Regions from separate parts of the Capra hircus genome. Here region 2 is linked to region 1. The links are chromatin contacts, called in public Hi-C maps. All regions are on one chromosome and are shown on one strand. The core of a region is the stretch at or near the end of the contact, and the rest is flanking DNA. Distances in the headings are between cores, read along the strand shown.

Region 1 (7,309 bases), core at 1,664-4,163:
ATAAATGCTACCTTATCTGGAAAAGGCATTTACGGGTATGAATATTTTAAGGATCTTGAAGACAGGAGATTATTCTGGATTATTTGGATGGGCCTTAAATGCAATCACGTGTATCCTTACAAGAGGGAAGCAAAGGGAGATTAAAATACATGGACACACTTGAAGGCAGTATGAAGACGGGACAAAGGGATTTGAAGATGCTGACCTTGAAAGCTGAAATGATGTGGCCACAAGCCAAGTGTGGTAATTTCATGTGTCAGTTTGACTGGGCCACAGGATGTCCAGACATTTGGTTGAATATCATTCTGGGTGTGTCTGTGAGGGTGTTTCCTGATGAGATTTGTTTGAATCAGTGGACTCAGTAAAGCAGACTCTCCTCCCTAATGTGGATATTCCTCACCCAATAAATTGGAGACCTGAATAGAACAAAAAGTCTGAGAGAGAGGAAACGTCTCCTGCCTACCTGTTGGAACCACAGCAGTCATCTTCTCCTGCTCCTAGACTGGAATTTATAGCACGGACCCCCCTGAGCCTCTAGCCTGATGGCTGCAGAACTTCTCAGCCTCTACTGCAACATGAGCCACTTCCTTATAAAGAACTACATGCACACACACATAAACACACACACACACTATTGTTTCTCGAGAAGTTGTGAGGTTGTGAAAGTCACTCAGTCATGTCCAGCTCTTTGTGACCCCATGGACTATACAGTCCATGGAATTCCCCAGGCCAGAATACTGGAGGGGGTAGCTTTTCCCTCCTCCAGGGGATCTTCCCAACCCAGGGATCGAACCCCGGTCTCCCACATTGCAGGCAGATTCTTTACCAGCTGAGCCACAAGGGAAGCCTGTTTCTCTAGAAAACCTCATTGACACGCCAAGAAATGCTGGCAGTCATCAGAAACTGGAAGAATCAAGAAACAGATTCATCTCTGAAGCCTCCAGAGAAAGTATAGACCTGCTGACACCTTGATTCAGCCCAGAGGAACTAATTTTAGATTTCCGGCCTTCCCATTGTGAGAGTTTAAGTATGTGCTGTTCTAAGCTAATCCGTTTGTAGTAATTCATTACAGAAGTCACAGGAAACTAACACAACTAGAAGCAGTGTAAGAGAATCACCTAAGGGTAGGGGGACATCAAGATTCAGTTTGGAACATGAGCTCAGAAATATCTATCACACACCTAATGGAGAGGAAGACCAAACAGGGATTTGGATGTGCTGGTAGGAGACTGATGGAATGGTCTGAGCAGGTGTTATCAGCCCCAAGGTCCCAGAGCCTGGAAAGCATCAGAAGTAGAGTGAAAAGGAAAGATGGCCAAATACCATGTCCTGAGGAACTCTCAACACTGAGAGATCAGGGAGAAAGACACCCTGGCAGGGGGAGGCAGGGAGGAAACAACAGGAGAACCTGGGGTCTTTGAGGCCAAGAGATGTGAATGTTTTTAAACAACAGGGTGACCAGTTCTGGAGCAGAACCCAGTCTGGAGCAGATTTAAGACTGAATAGTTGATGAGAAAGCAGAGACAGCCTGTGTGGGCACCTTGTTCTTGAATTTTGCTTGACTTGGAACGTACATAAACAGAGCAGATAGTTGTTATGGATAGAGGATCCAGGGAGGATTTTTCACTCATTTTCAGATAGAAGAGTTTGGGGCATTGTGTATGAGTTGGAAATAATCCAAAAGAATGAAAACAAATGGAATGTGAGGGTGAGGTTACCTTTGAATGAAGCCTGAGAAGGCTGAAAGGGGGAACATGCTGCAGTCAGGTCTCAAGCCTGGCTATAGCTTAGGTGTCCCTGGGGGCACTTTAAAAATCCTGATTCCCAGCTTCCATTCAAAACCAAAGACATCAGATCTTCTGAGTTTAAACCTAGGCATCAGTCACCATTAAAGCTTCCCAGCCGATTCCTATGAGTGGTGTGGGACTCAGTGCACATCTGGAAGGAGTGGCATTGGGTCCAAGGAGGATCAGATATGTATGAAAGTAAGTCTGGAGGGTTAGTGGGTGTAAGTTAGAAAGTTCCTAACTTCACCTTTATAATTCCAAAATTCAAGACAAGCTCAAGTGCTAAGTATGTGTGGAGTATATAAGGGAGTAAGGGGGAGTCTGAGAGCTTAAGAAAAAAAATGACATAGTTCATACTGAGAGTGGAAAGGGGAAGATACCTCACCTGGAAAAATGTGGGAAGGGTGTGGAAAGGGCTATTAACTCACAGCTATGTGTGAGTGTTAGTCGCTCAGTCGTGTCTGACTCTTTGCGACTCCATGGTCTGCAGCCCGCCAGACTCCTCTGTCCATGGGATTCTCCAGGCAAGAATACTGGAGAGGGTTGCCTTTCCCTTCTCCAGGGGATCCTACTGACCTAGGAATCAAACCCAGGTCTCCTGCATTGCAGGCAGATTCTTTACCGTCTGAGCCACCATGGAAGCCCTAACTTATAGCTGTACCTTCCATCCACTCACTCAACTGGCATTCATCAGGCAGACACCAAACCAGGCTGTGGGGATAAAATATAAGCCAGACATTGTTCCCGGCCTCACAGATTTCATAATGGAGGAGAGGAGCACAGGAGTAAACAGAAGATTCAAGAGCTGTGATAGAACCAAGCACAAGGGGTAGTGGGGACTGGGACCTTTGTAGGGACAGAGGTCACCTCCTCCCATCACAGTACTGGGCACGGAGGACGTTCTTGAGACATTCGAGAGCACCTTATCATTGTGAGGAAACAGAGCAGGAAATGACAGCTCAGCTCTTATTCTGCAGGTATGACTGCAGCAGCCCTAAAACAGTAATGACATGTCAGCAGTTCAGTGCCAGCCAGGGTCTCTAAGCAGGAGATAGTCTCAGCTGCAGGAAGGGTGGTCGCCAAGCTGAGGTGCACACAGGATGTTCTACGGGGCCATCTCCATGTGACATTCAGAAAGTGGTCACTAGGTGGCAGGGTTAACATTTGCAAAGTTACCACCAGTAGCAGTTAACTACTAGCTGGATTCTAGCTGGAAGCATTTTTTGTTTCTATCCCAAAGGGAGAGTGGAGCCACGTCCTAGGGACATAGGATGCCTGGGTAGTTTCTCAAATCACGCTCAGAGCTTCCTCCGCACACAATCCCTCATTTCTAAATCCACCCTGGATCCATTTCCTGGATCCATTTCCTGGATCCATCTCTGCTCTAGGGGCTCTGGGCTCAGTACACACTCTGTCCTAAGGAGCAGGTTCAGAGTGAGGTTTGGGGCGGGGAGGAGGAGGGTAAAGGCTGCCAAGTATTCTTCAAAGCTTTAAGGTAAACAAGTGGCTCTTATGCTTTTTACATCTTCAGCTTTCCCTGCCACTGTCCTGTTTTACCTGGTGTCACACTCCCTAGGTTCAAGCCCTACCTTAGCCACAGAACCAAATGACCTTGAGCAAATTATTTAGCTTCCTTGGGTTTCTTTACCCAGAGGTGACAGAGTATAGTCATACAGATTAAGTGAGTTAAAGTCTCCAACTTACATAGAAGAGTATCTGGCAATAAACAGTAAGCACTATGTGCTAAATATTATTATTATTTTCTCTAAGTAAAAAAAAAAAAGAACTTTTTTCTCAATTTCTTATGAAGATGGTAAGTTGAAATTCTAGGCTGTAATTTTAAAACAAAGACAAAAAACAACTTTTGAGATCCAAATTTTCAGATGAAATTATAAAGAAAAAAGGGACCACTCAACAAAAGGTATTTACATCCATTCTAGAATGATGAGCCATGGTCAGGCTCTTTTCCTGGTAGAATTCTGGATTGGAAATGGGCCCCCTCCTGACAAGGAAGCATCTAACCCCCCAGGTATCTAGCTTCCCATCCCCTTCCCTACAGGAAAACAGAGCCTGAGACTCCAGAGCCAGCAGATGCTTTATAACCTGTCCGTGGTCTTGATTTTGGTGGTGGTCTCTCATTTCCCATATGAGAACAGAATTCTGATATCACAGGCAACTTCTCCAGACACTCCGAAACTGCATTGTCCCACCAAGGCTGTGCAATTTTTTCCCCAAAAAAACCTCATACACACAGCTTCAGGTAGCTCAATTTCAACTGTGATTAGGACCTTATTGACTTATATAAAGCAAACTTTTTTGTCATTTGTTTAGTTTCTCATTGATTCCTGAATAGTGCATGTATTTAAAAGCTATAGATCAGCCTCATTTTTCATAGCAGATATATGTGTAATTACATTTTGAAAAATCTGATCATAGACTGCATAAGATTTGGTTGCAGGAATTCTACAATGCAGAGCAGTCACAAACTGACTTCTGTGATAAAAAAATGGTTGTTTTTTTATCAGTCCTACATAAAATTTAAATTTTTATGCTTGATTTGCTTAAAGTGAATTCAACCGTATCTAGAAAGTAGAAAGGAAGTTTTAGAATTTCCCCTTTATTCTTCTCCTTTTTTTTGTTTGGTACTAACAGAGTACAACAGGAACAGATTGTGTTCTAAAGACGAAGATTCTGCTAGAATTGAAGCTATAATCTTAAAATTTTCCCATACTTAGCCAGTATTGATTGACTCTCCATGTAGAGATTTTGCTCTTAACTTCACACTAATTTATGGTGAGACTTATCGTAATATTTCCAGCAATACAAAATGGATTTTCTCTCCCTTGTTGAAAATCTCAAGATACCCCAGTTCTTGGCTCCCTGTTGTCTTCCCCCAGGGAATTCACATATTTGCATCTCATTCAAAAAAAATGCCCAAAAGCTAGATTGGTATCCTCTTAGAAGTGAACCACCTACTATTGGTTCAGCTCAGTTCAGTCACTCAGTTGGGTCCGACTCTTTGCAACCCCATGAATCGCAGCACGCCAGGCCTCCCTGTTCATCACCAACTCCCGGAGTTCATTCAAACTCACATCCATCGAGTCGGTGATGCCATCCAGCCATCTCATCCTCTGTCGTCCCCTTTTCCTGCTGCCCCCAATCCCTCCCAGCATCAGGGTCTTTTCCAATGAGTCAGCTCTTTGCATGAGGTGGCCAAAGTATTGGAGTTTCAGCCTCAGCATCAGTCCTTCTAATGAACACCTAGGACTGGTCTCATTTAGGATGGACCGGTTGGATCTCCTTGCAGTCCGAAGGACTCTCAAGAGTCTTCTCCAATACCACAGTTCAAAAGCATCAATTCTTCGGCACTCAGCTTTCTTCAGTCCAACTCTCACATCCATACATGACCACAGGAAAAACCATAACCTTGCTAGATGGACCTTTGTTGGCAAAGTAATGTCTCTGCTTTTGAATATGCTATCTAGTTTGGTCATAACTTTCCTTCCAAGGAGTAAGCGTCTTTTAATTGTATGGCCGCAATCACCATCTGCAGTGATTTTGGAGCCCCCAAAAATAAAGTCTGATACTGTTTCCCCATGTATTTGCCATGAAGTGATGGGACCAGATGCCATGATCTTCGTTTTCTGAATGTTGAGCTTTAGGCCAACTTTTTCGCTCTCCTCTTTCACTTTCATCAAGAGGCTTTTTAGTTCCTCTTCACTTTCTGACATAAGGGTGGTGCCATCTGCATATCTGAGGTTATTGATATTTCTCCCGGCAATCTTGATTCCAGCTTGTGCTTCCTCCCGCCCAGCGTTTCCCATGATGTACTCCGCATAGAATTTAAATAAGCAGGTGACAATTATACTATTGGTTGCTGCTGCTAAGTCACTTCAGTCATGTCCAACTCTGTGTGACCCCACAGATGGCAGCCCACCAGGCTCCCCAGTCTCTGGGATTCTCCAGGCAAGAACACTGGAGTGGGTTGCCATTTCCATACCCACAAAACAAAGTTCTAAGGGGAAGGGACAAATGCATGTTGCTTGGGCCCTTACAGAGACCAAGAAATACAATAATCCTACAGAAAACAAGGTTTGACAAGTGAGGGACAAAGGACATGGTAGGATTATGACCAGCCATTGCTAAAGGTGAGGCTCAAAAATAAAATATGAAAATCAGAGGGGGAAAACCTTACACAGAGACACAACTGAAGCAAGAACCAAATGCCAGCAAAAGACAGAGACCTGACAGGAAAAAGACTGTCAGAAAGGAAATGCAACAGAAGTGAAATGCAAGACCATCAAGAAAAGACATGCAGCCTGTAAGAGAGCAAAGAAGAAAGAAGAGGATTTTTCCTGAGCAAGGAGGCCAGTGAGATGATAAGGTTTGGACCACTTCTCCAGCTATCTCCATCTGAACAGGTACATTCCTGCCGTTAGGGTTGGTTTGATTTGGTGTTTAAGTCAGAAACAATAGTAACTTGGTAAACATTTATAGACCCAATATTTTTATGATTTTGAAATTAAAAACTCTCAAATGTCAATTACACCCAGACTAGCAAATCTTCCCTCCAAACCGCAAAGCCTTCAGTATGTTCCAACTATATGGAGCTAAGAGAAGTATTTGGAGTAGGTTTTGTTACTGCCATTCTGGGGCATTGGGATTTCAGGAGTCTACTTGGGGCAAATGACACCTCTATGGGGGAAGAGGAGGGAGAAGAGTTTGGCTTCAGCTGTGCTACACTCAGCAGCTTATTGAGAGAATTGCTTCGCTTTAAAACAGACATAAGCTGGTGTGTGGGAGTCAAGCTATTTCTAGAAATGTGTTTAAAAAGCGTGCCCAGAGGTTGCCACATTAGAAGCTCTCTGTGCAGAATCTTAGCCTTTTACTCTTGTTCCTCAGCTCTTCCCCAAAGCCCTTTGTCCTCCACAGGTTGGTTCAAGAACTCCCAAGACTGGAGAGAGCCTCCCTCACAGGAGGAAGCAGCCTAGATGGGTATGCAAACCCAGTGAACCACCTTAATTAGCTTCTTTGTCTGTACAAACATTTCCTCTCAGCCCTACTTAACAATCAGTGGTCATGATGAGCTCTAATTACACTGATAAATTGGGCCTGGGGCAGCCACCTCCTGCTCCATCATTAAAGGGGACTATTTACAGGGGCCTTTGCAGTCAGTCCATCTCCTTAGCACTAGAAAGACACCACAGCTCACAGCAGTCACTGGAGGTGAACAGGAGCACCCAGGGTGGCCGAGAGCATCAGGCACTCGGTGGCGCCAGCAGCAGCTCAGAGCTCTGTGTTCTGAACAGTTAAGAAAACGCATCTGCTCAACATGAGGAGTGGACCATGGGCCTGGGGAACAAATCAGCACGTCCTTAGCATTTACTAAGTCCAGATGTCTTTATCTTCTGGGCAGGAAGTCAGAGTCTGTCCAGATGGCATCTTGATTGCTTTTAGCTCAGCTGATTAAATTTCCAAGGCTGACATCTCTTCCAAATACCCTCTCCATTCTATGAAAATGG
Region 2 (6,607 bases), core at 3,333-5,832, 52 kb after region 1:
TCAAGATGCTGTCGCATCATGCAGGAAGCACATCTAGACAATTGTTGGGAGAAACTTCCCCCCCAGACACACACACACACACACCCCTCACCAGTGTCTGCACAGGGCACTAAATGATACTCAGGGTGCCTTTCATAGTGCTAATGTGTGATAGACTTTCAGGCAGTAAAATAAAGTCTTTTTATTTCCAGGCTTATTTGGATGCTTTGAAGATCTAGTTATCTTAGAATATCTGGCATTCAAAAATAGCAACTATATCTTCCAGGGGATCTTCCCAACCCAGGGATCAAACCCTCATCTCCTGCATTGCAGGTGGATTCTTTACCACTGAGCTACCATGGTTTCCCTGGTGTTTTTAGATGGACATTATTAAATATAGATTTAATGCTAAAAGTTACCTGAAGTTTTAGTTCCTCAAATCCAACTAAAATGAAGTCTGGAAACTTAAGAAAAAGCAGAGCTTTTCATGGTTCTCACACATGAGAAAAAGTAAATTCTACAGTGTAACTACATAAATCTCTTCATTATGAAACATAATGCTATCATGAATGAATATAAACTCTAAACACATGTGAACCACAGGGCAACATGTCTCACAGAGAAATAGATCTTCCTCACATGCAAGCATTTCAATTAAGTGAGGAGTAATTTTCCTTCAGTGTGGGAACACACCAAACCCACGAAGAGGACGGCTCTAACTTACCTTTCCAGACTCTCCTTCTTCTTAGATTTCTTGCTCCGCCTCACCATCCGGCTCTTATAGCTGTTTCTCCTGGCCGGTCCCGTTTTGATTGATGTGTTTTCAAATGGGGTGGTCGTGATTGACACCTTATTTCCACTCTATAAAAAAATGAGGTGGTATTAAAGGGAAATGTTGAAACAAGGCCAGAAAAGATATAGGAGATCCAAAGACAAATAAACATCCAAAAGGACGGACATGACCAGGTCCCTTTATCAGGACCCTTCAGGTAGTGAAGTCCTGATAAACTGGGTGGAAAAAAAATGTGAGGTTTCCTTGAGGTGGTGCGATGTGGATTCCACAGCTACTGCTGTGCTCAGTTATGTCAAACTCCTTGCGACCCCAGTAACTGCTGCCTCCAGGTTCCTCTGTCCATGGGATTTTCCAGGCAAGAATACTGGACTGGGTTGCAATGTCCCACTCCAGGAGATCTTCCTGACCCAGGGATTGAACCTGCATCTCTTGCACTGGCAGGTGGATTCTTTACCACTGAGCCAACGGGGAAGCCCAGCAGAGCTGAGTTTAAATCTGAGCCTGTGACCTGAGCACTTGTTTTCCTCTGGACCTTCTTGCAGCAGAATCACACTTGTCTCCCAGGGCTCATCTGAGGATCAAGGGGATAGAGTGTGTAAAGCCGTTAGCACCCAGAGTGACACATGGAAAGGGCTCTATAAATAACAGTTACACTCATGCATATGTATTAAGTGTAAACATGCCCAGAGACGCTGTGCTCTTGGTTGATTTATTTTTCTTCTCTCTCCTTTTTGTGCTTTTCCTTTGACCTAGAAATCATAAAGCAGCACAACTGAATGAGACTTTTATCTTTAATTATTTTTAGTTTTTTTTTCTAGCACCAGAACCTGTCAGCCCAGCAGAGCTGGAAAGTGTATGCCAGCAGGTGTAAAGCGGCCTCTGCTTTGTCAGGTCGGGAGCAGTAAGGTCATTCCTGGGGGTTCTTGTGCCCCTCGACTTGAACCTGGGACCGGGGCTTGCTGGACAGGCCCTAGGGGAGGATTTGAGAGCAGAGTCAGGGGCCAGGGTGAGGGGGTGCCCTGGACAGGTGGGCAGAACCCTCCCCCTTCACTTCACTCTCAATGATCTCTTCTTGAATTTCTTAATAACCAAGGGAGAATCATATCCTTTCAAAGTCACAGATGGTCCTGATTACCTTAAAAAGACAAGAAGTATACATAGAAGGGCCTTTTAAAAAGCCTATGCCTGGAAGATGCCTAGCAACTCAGATCTAAGTGATGTTAAGAGATGGGGAGTTGAGTATGGTCAGGCAGGGGACTGAAAAAACAGATTGTTTAAATACCAGCATCCATTTCTCCACCCAACTTGGAAAGTAATACATGCCAGTATTAGAAGAAAACAATAATGTATATATATTTTAAAAAATCATTGAGAAGCCTACCACTCAGCTAATGCTGGGAATATTTCTGTATATTTCCTGCTGGTCTTCTATTAAGCATGTAAAAATTATGCATACATATATATATATATATGTAGACATACTTTATAAGTAATTTTAATCTTAATCTAATAGTTTTTTTTTCACTTCACATTTCATAACTTTGAAAAACTTGCACTTTTATCACTGAATATTCCTTCACATAATTTTTACTGGCTGTTTAAAAACGTTCCATGAGATAGGTAAATCACAATTTAACTACTTCCTTATAGCTCTTGTTTTCTATTTTCCAATTCTTGTAAAAGTTGAAATAAGTATCTTTATCTATAGTGTCCTAACCTCTGACATTTTCCTTAGATTATCTATCTAGTCTCAATACACTGAATTGGAGGGTCTAGTTGAACTTTTTAAAGACTGTTGATACACATTGATGTACTACTGCTGCTGCTGAGTCGCTTCAGTAGTGTCCAACTCTGTGCGACCCCATAGACGGCAGCCCACCAGGCTACCCTGTCCCTGGGATTCTCCAGGCAAGAACACTGGAGTGGGTTGCCATTTCCTTCTCCACATTGATGCACTAATTTCCAGAAAGTTCATGTCAGTTTAAACTCTTAACAGCAGCACACGAGTACCCATCTTAGCACACGCCTGTCAGACCTGAATACTAGTATTAAATAAATTACCAATTTTATAGGAAAAAGTTACATCAAGTTTTAATTTTTGTTTTTTGGGTATTAACAAAGCTGGATTTCGTCTCATTTATTTTTCATTGTTTTTATTTCTTTAGATCATGATTTATTCATGTCTTACATCCAATTTTGTATCTAAAAATCAATAATCAACTGAAAATTAATGATTTTTGAGTTCTTTATATATTTAAGATCATATAATCCCGTACTTAGTGCCATAACCATAAAAAAAAATATTTTAGGGAAATGGGATTTGAATCTGAACAAGGGAAAAAAACGTTTTTCATTCTGAAAAAATAAATTACTTGTCTTATATTTATAAGCAGATGCCAAAACTTTCAAAGCAAACCTTTATCTGGTAGTAGAGACTGGCATTCAATTTATTCTTTAAACTGAAAACTCCACTTTTAAGTATGAAAGGGCTACCAAAATTTGTTTGGACTGGGGTTTGTTCTTTACCATTTGACTGAGGCCAGACTCAAGTTTTGGTTTTTCCTAAATGGCTTAGGGGAAGGAAAGAGGCAACAAACGTGATGGGAGTTCGTCCGTCATCGGGATTCTTCCCATCCTTTACTATATCATATCAGAGAGGACACGGAGCCACAGTGATCACTGGGGCTGCTGGAGCCCACGAGCAGTCTAAGCCTGAACCACTGCTATCCCTCCTATTACAGTCCAGTTTTAAAAATAGAAAAATATCATATACACTGTATGAGATAAATATAATAAAATGCTTAACATTTTTCATTAGAAAAGTTACGGCTGGAGTGTGTTGAATCAGAGTGTATCATTAAGGTTTCTACAAATGTCCCTTTCCACAAGCAGTACTGACATATATAGACTATCATGTGTAAAACACTTGGGGGGAAGTTGCTAAAGAACATAGGAAGCCCAGCCTGGCACTCTGTGATGACCTAAAGGGGTGAGGTGGGGAGGAGGGGAGGGAGGCTCAGGAGGGAAAGATTACATATATAATTATTCACTTTGTTGTATGGCAGAAACCAATACAAAATTGTAAAGCAATTTTCCACCAATTAAAATATAAATAAAATTTTTAAAAATTTAAAGAAAAACTCGAAAAAGACAAACTTAGTTTTTAGTTTGTTTCTACATAGGGCTGTTTCAGAGGACAGTTCACTTGACTTATGGAAATACACAAGGGGATAACTTTCCTAAGAGGAAATACAGACAGAAAAAAATGCAGAGTGCAAACATTTGGTTGAGAAAGTTAATGATGACAAAAATGGTAAGCAAATGACTGAAAAATAATTTTATGGGGAATAGGTGAGAATTGTGAAGCCTGCCACCTGGTGGACCCATCAGCTATAGCAAGTGCTGCCAGAACTGGCAATTTGTTTTACTGGGTCCTTTGACCTCAGCAAATTCTTCTGAAGAAGGAACAATCTCTTATTAGAGAGATTCTGTGGCACTATTTCAAAAAATAACAACAACAAAATGGGGCCAGAAGACTGTCAAATGTTCTATTAAGTTACGCATTACTTTAAACTGCTTGTGTGATTGGTGCATGGTGGGGAGGAAGTTATTTTAAGCTGGCTGAACTGAATACAAAAGCAGAAGTCAGGCTGCCCAGCCTCTTCTCTCAATCTGACTCCACATTAGTTCATCATGTGGCCTTGGGTATCTCCCTGAGCTACACTGCTTTCACAGTTCTTCCTCTGCAAAATACCCATGGGGAATGCATTCTTCCCACGCCGGTGTCCTAGCCCCATCCATACTCTCCACCATCCAGCCCTGGTCACCTTGCGCAATGCATCCCAGACGCCATGAACTCAGGCTCCAGCCACACTGGTTTACTCATGCACCTCAAGCACTTCGAGTTTCCTGTTTTTGCGGTTTAAAGTGTCATTTTATTGTGCCTAGACCGTCCCGCACTCCTTCCCTTACACAAACATCCACCCACCCTTCACAGCCCTGCACAGAAAACCCCCAACTCTCCGCCTGTCCACTGTGGTGGAAAGCTCTCTCTCCTTCCGCACTTGGGCCCTATTTACAGACTGTTCTTTGGCTTGGCAGCCTGACTGCAGCCTAGCGCTGCCACTGTTTCTCCTGCGAACACTGGGCTCTAAGCTTCTGGCAATCAGACCTCCCGTCCGGAGCGCGGTGGTACGCTAGTTGAAAGCTCAGGCTCTGGGGCTGCCCTGCTGGTATGCAAATCCTCTTCTGCTCTTTCCGAGCACAGAACCTTGGCTGCTTCGCTAGCTTCTCCTTGCTTTAATTTCTTCATCTGTAAAATGGGGACATTTCTATGTATAGCACCTGTGCACAGGCTATGAGGATGACCTGAATTTATTCATGTAAAGTGCTCTTGACTACCTACTATTCATATGCGCCATGTGCTGTGTGACCCTTTGGTACCTCACACAACTCTGCACACTCTGGGGACCCAGTTAATATGTAAAATTGGTAATAATGGTGCTCTTTTAGCCCCCATTTTAGTATCCAGAGGTTCCCAGAGTTTAGGGAAAGGAAATACTGAGGCAGTGGCTGGCATTATTTTAGGTTCTGTTATGACTGGGCATTTAAATTAATGCTGTCCTAAGAAAGCAACCTGGCTGAATAGGGGGTTTCCTGCATTTGAGAGGCTACACTAGGCAGGTAATCATGTGAACAGGGGGTATGACTGGGTCCACGTGGCCTCCACATTCCACCATAGTGGGGAGAGAGCGATTTCGGTGCTGTGGGAAAGTTCTTTTAGCAAGCTACTTGTAATCTGGATGGAGGTGATTAACTCCCTGTGGCTAGAGAGGTTTGAGGCAACACTGAGAAAGCGCAGAGCTGCTGGGGAACTGAACCGAATAACTATGACTTTGCTTCTCGTGCATGTGAGTGAGTGCTTTCACAGCAGGCTCACTTTGAAGCTGTGAGGGTGGGTGAGGCCAAAAGTGAAGCCATGACACAGAGGATATGCTAAATATGTTCACAATCCAAAAGATACATAAGTATTGTACACAGTGTTAGTCGCTTAGTTGCGTCTCTCTGTGATCCCACGGACTGTAGCCCGCCAGGCTCCTCTGTCCATGGAATTCTCCAGGCAAGAATACTGGGGTGGGATGCCCTTCCCTTCTCCGGGGGATCTTTGCCACCCGGGGATCAAACTGGGGCCTCCAGCACTGTAGGCTGGATTCTTTATCATCTGAGGCATCAGGGAAGCCCAGTATCACACATGGATTTCTAAAAATATATACAGCCCTATGTGACGGCTCGTCTACCTTTTTCTGAGGATGCCATGAGATTTTGTGAAGTAGTTTGCAAGTATAAAGCTTCGGGTAAACAGCACGTGAGAAAACGAAAATACAGCTACTACCCTGATGGTCTGCCACTGATGGCACATGGGAATCCAGGACTAGTACTAGTCACTCGATCCTTTGTCCCAGAATCACTATTCACATTTAGGAGAAAGATGCATGATAACACAGTTCCTTGGGAAGGTAATTAAATCCCCTGTATCCACTCTGTTTCCTTACAGGGGTTGCTCTTTTGAGAGCTTCCTTTATGAGCCAGAAGCAGGATCCTCTGCTTAGATGTGAGACAGCACGCCGTGGCCCAGGAGGATGCCAAAGCTCTCCATTACAGCATGTTCGTGGCATTTCAGGGACATAGGTCAACCAGATCCAGGAATGCAGGCACTCCGTAACCAGATGAGGACAAAATGTTATAAATGGAACTGACTGACCCTTTTCAAAGACCTTGCCAGAGGCGTTCAGGAGAAACATACGTTCAAATTTCACAGAAGTAGGAAGAGATGTT

What was found. A called contact is a pair of places that touch in the nucleus more often than the background predicts.
Region 2: a contact with region 1 is called in a Hi-C map of liver, with 2.1 times the contacts expected there. The contact joins two enhancer-like sites. A contact is called at or near these places in 3 of 5 Hi-C or Micro-C datasets (blood and liver).

What each region holds. Positions count from the first base shown.
Region 1 is chr20:12,385,863-12,393,171 of ARS1.2, forward strand. No RefSeq gene overlaps it. Among named protein-coding and RNA genes, the nearest start is that of CD180, 12 kb to the right of the region's middle. Within about 2 kb of position 2,914, at least 1 of the 5 cell types and tissues checked has an H3K27ac peak or open chromatin away from gene starts, as enhancers often do.
Region 2 is chr20:12,436,464-12,443,070 of ARS1.2, forward strand. LOC102190263 (microtubule-associated serine/threonine-protein kinase 4) reads right to left here. Exons shown (of 27, transcript XM_018065527.1): 25 at 704-840. Among named protein-coding and RNA genes, the nearest start is that of CD180, 38 kb to the left of the region's middle. Within about 2 kb of position 4,583, at least 3 of the 5 cell types and tissues checked have an H3K27ac peak or open chromatin away from gene starts, as enhancers often do.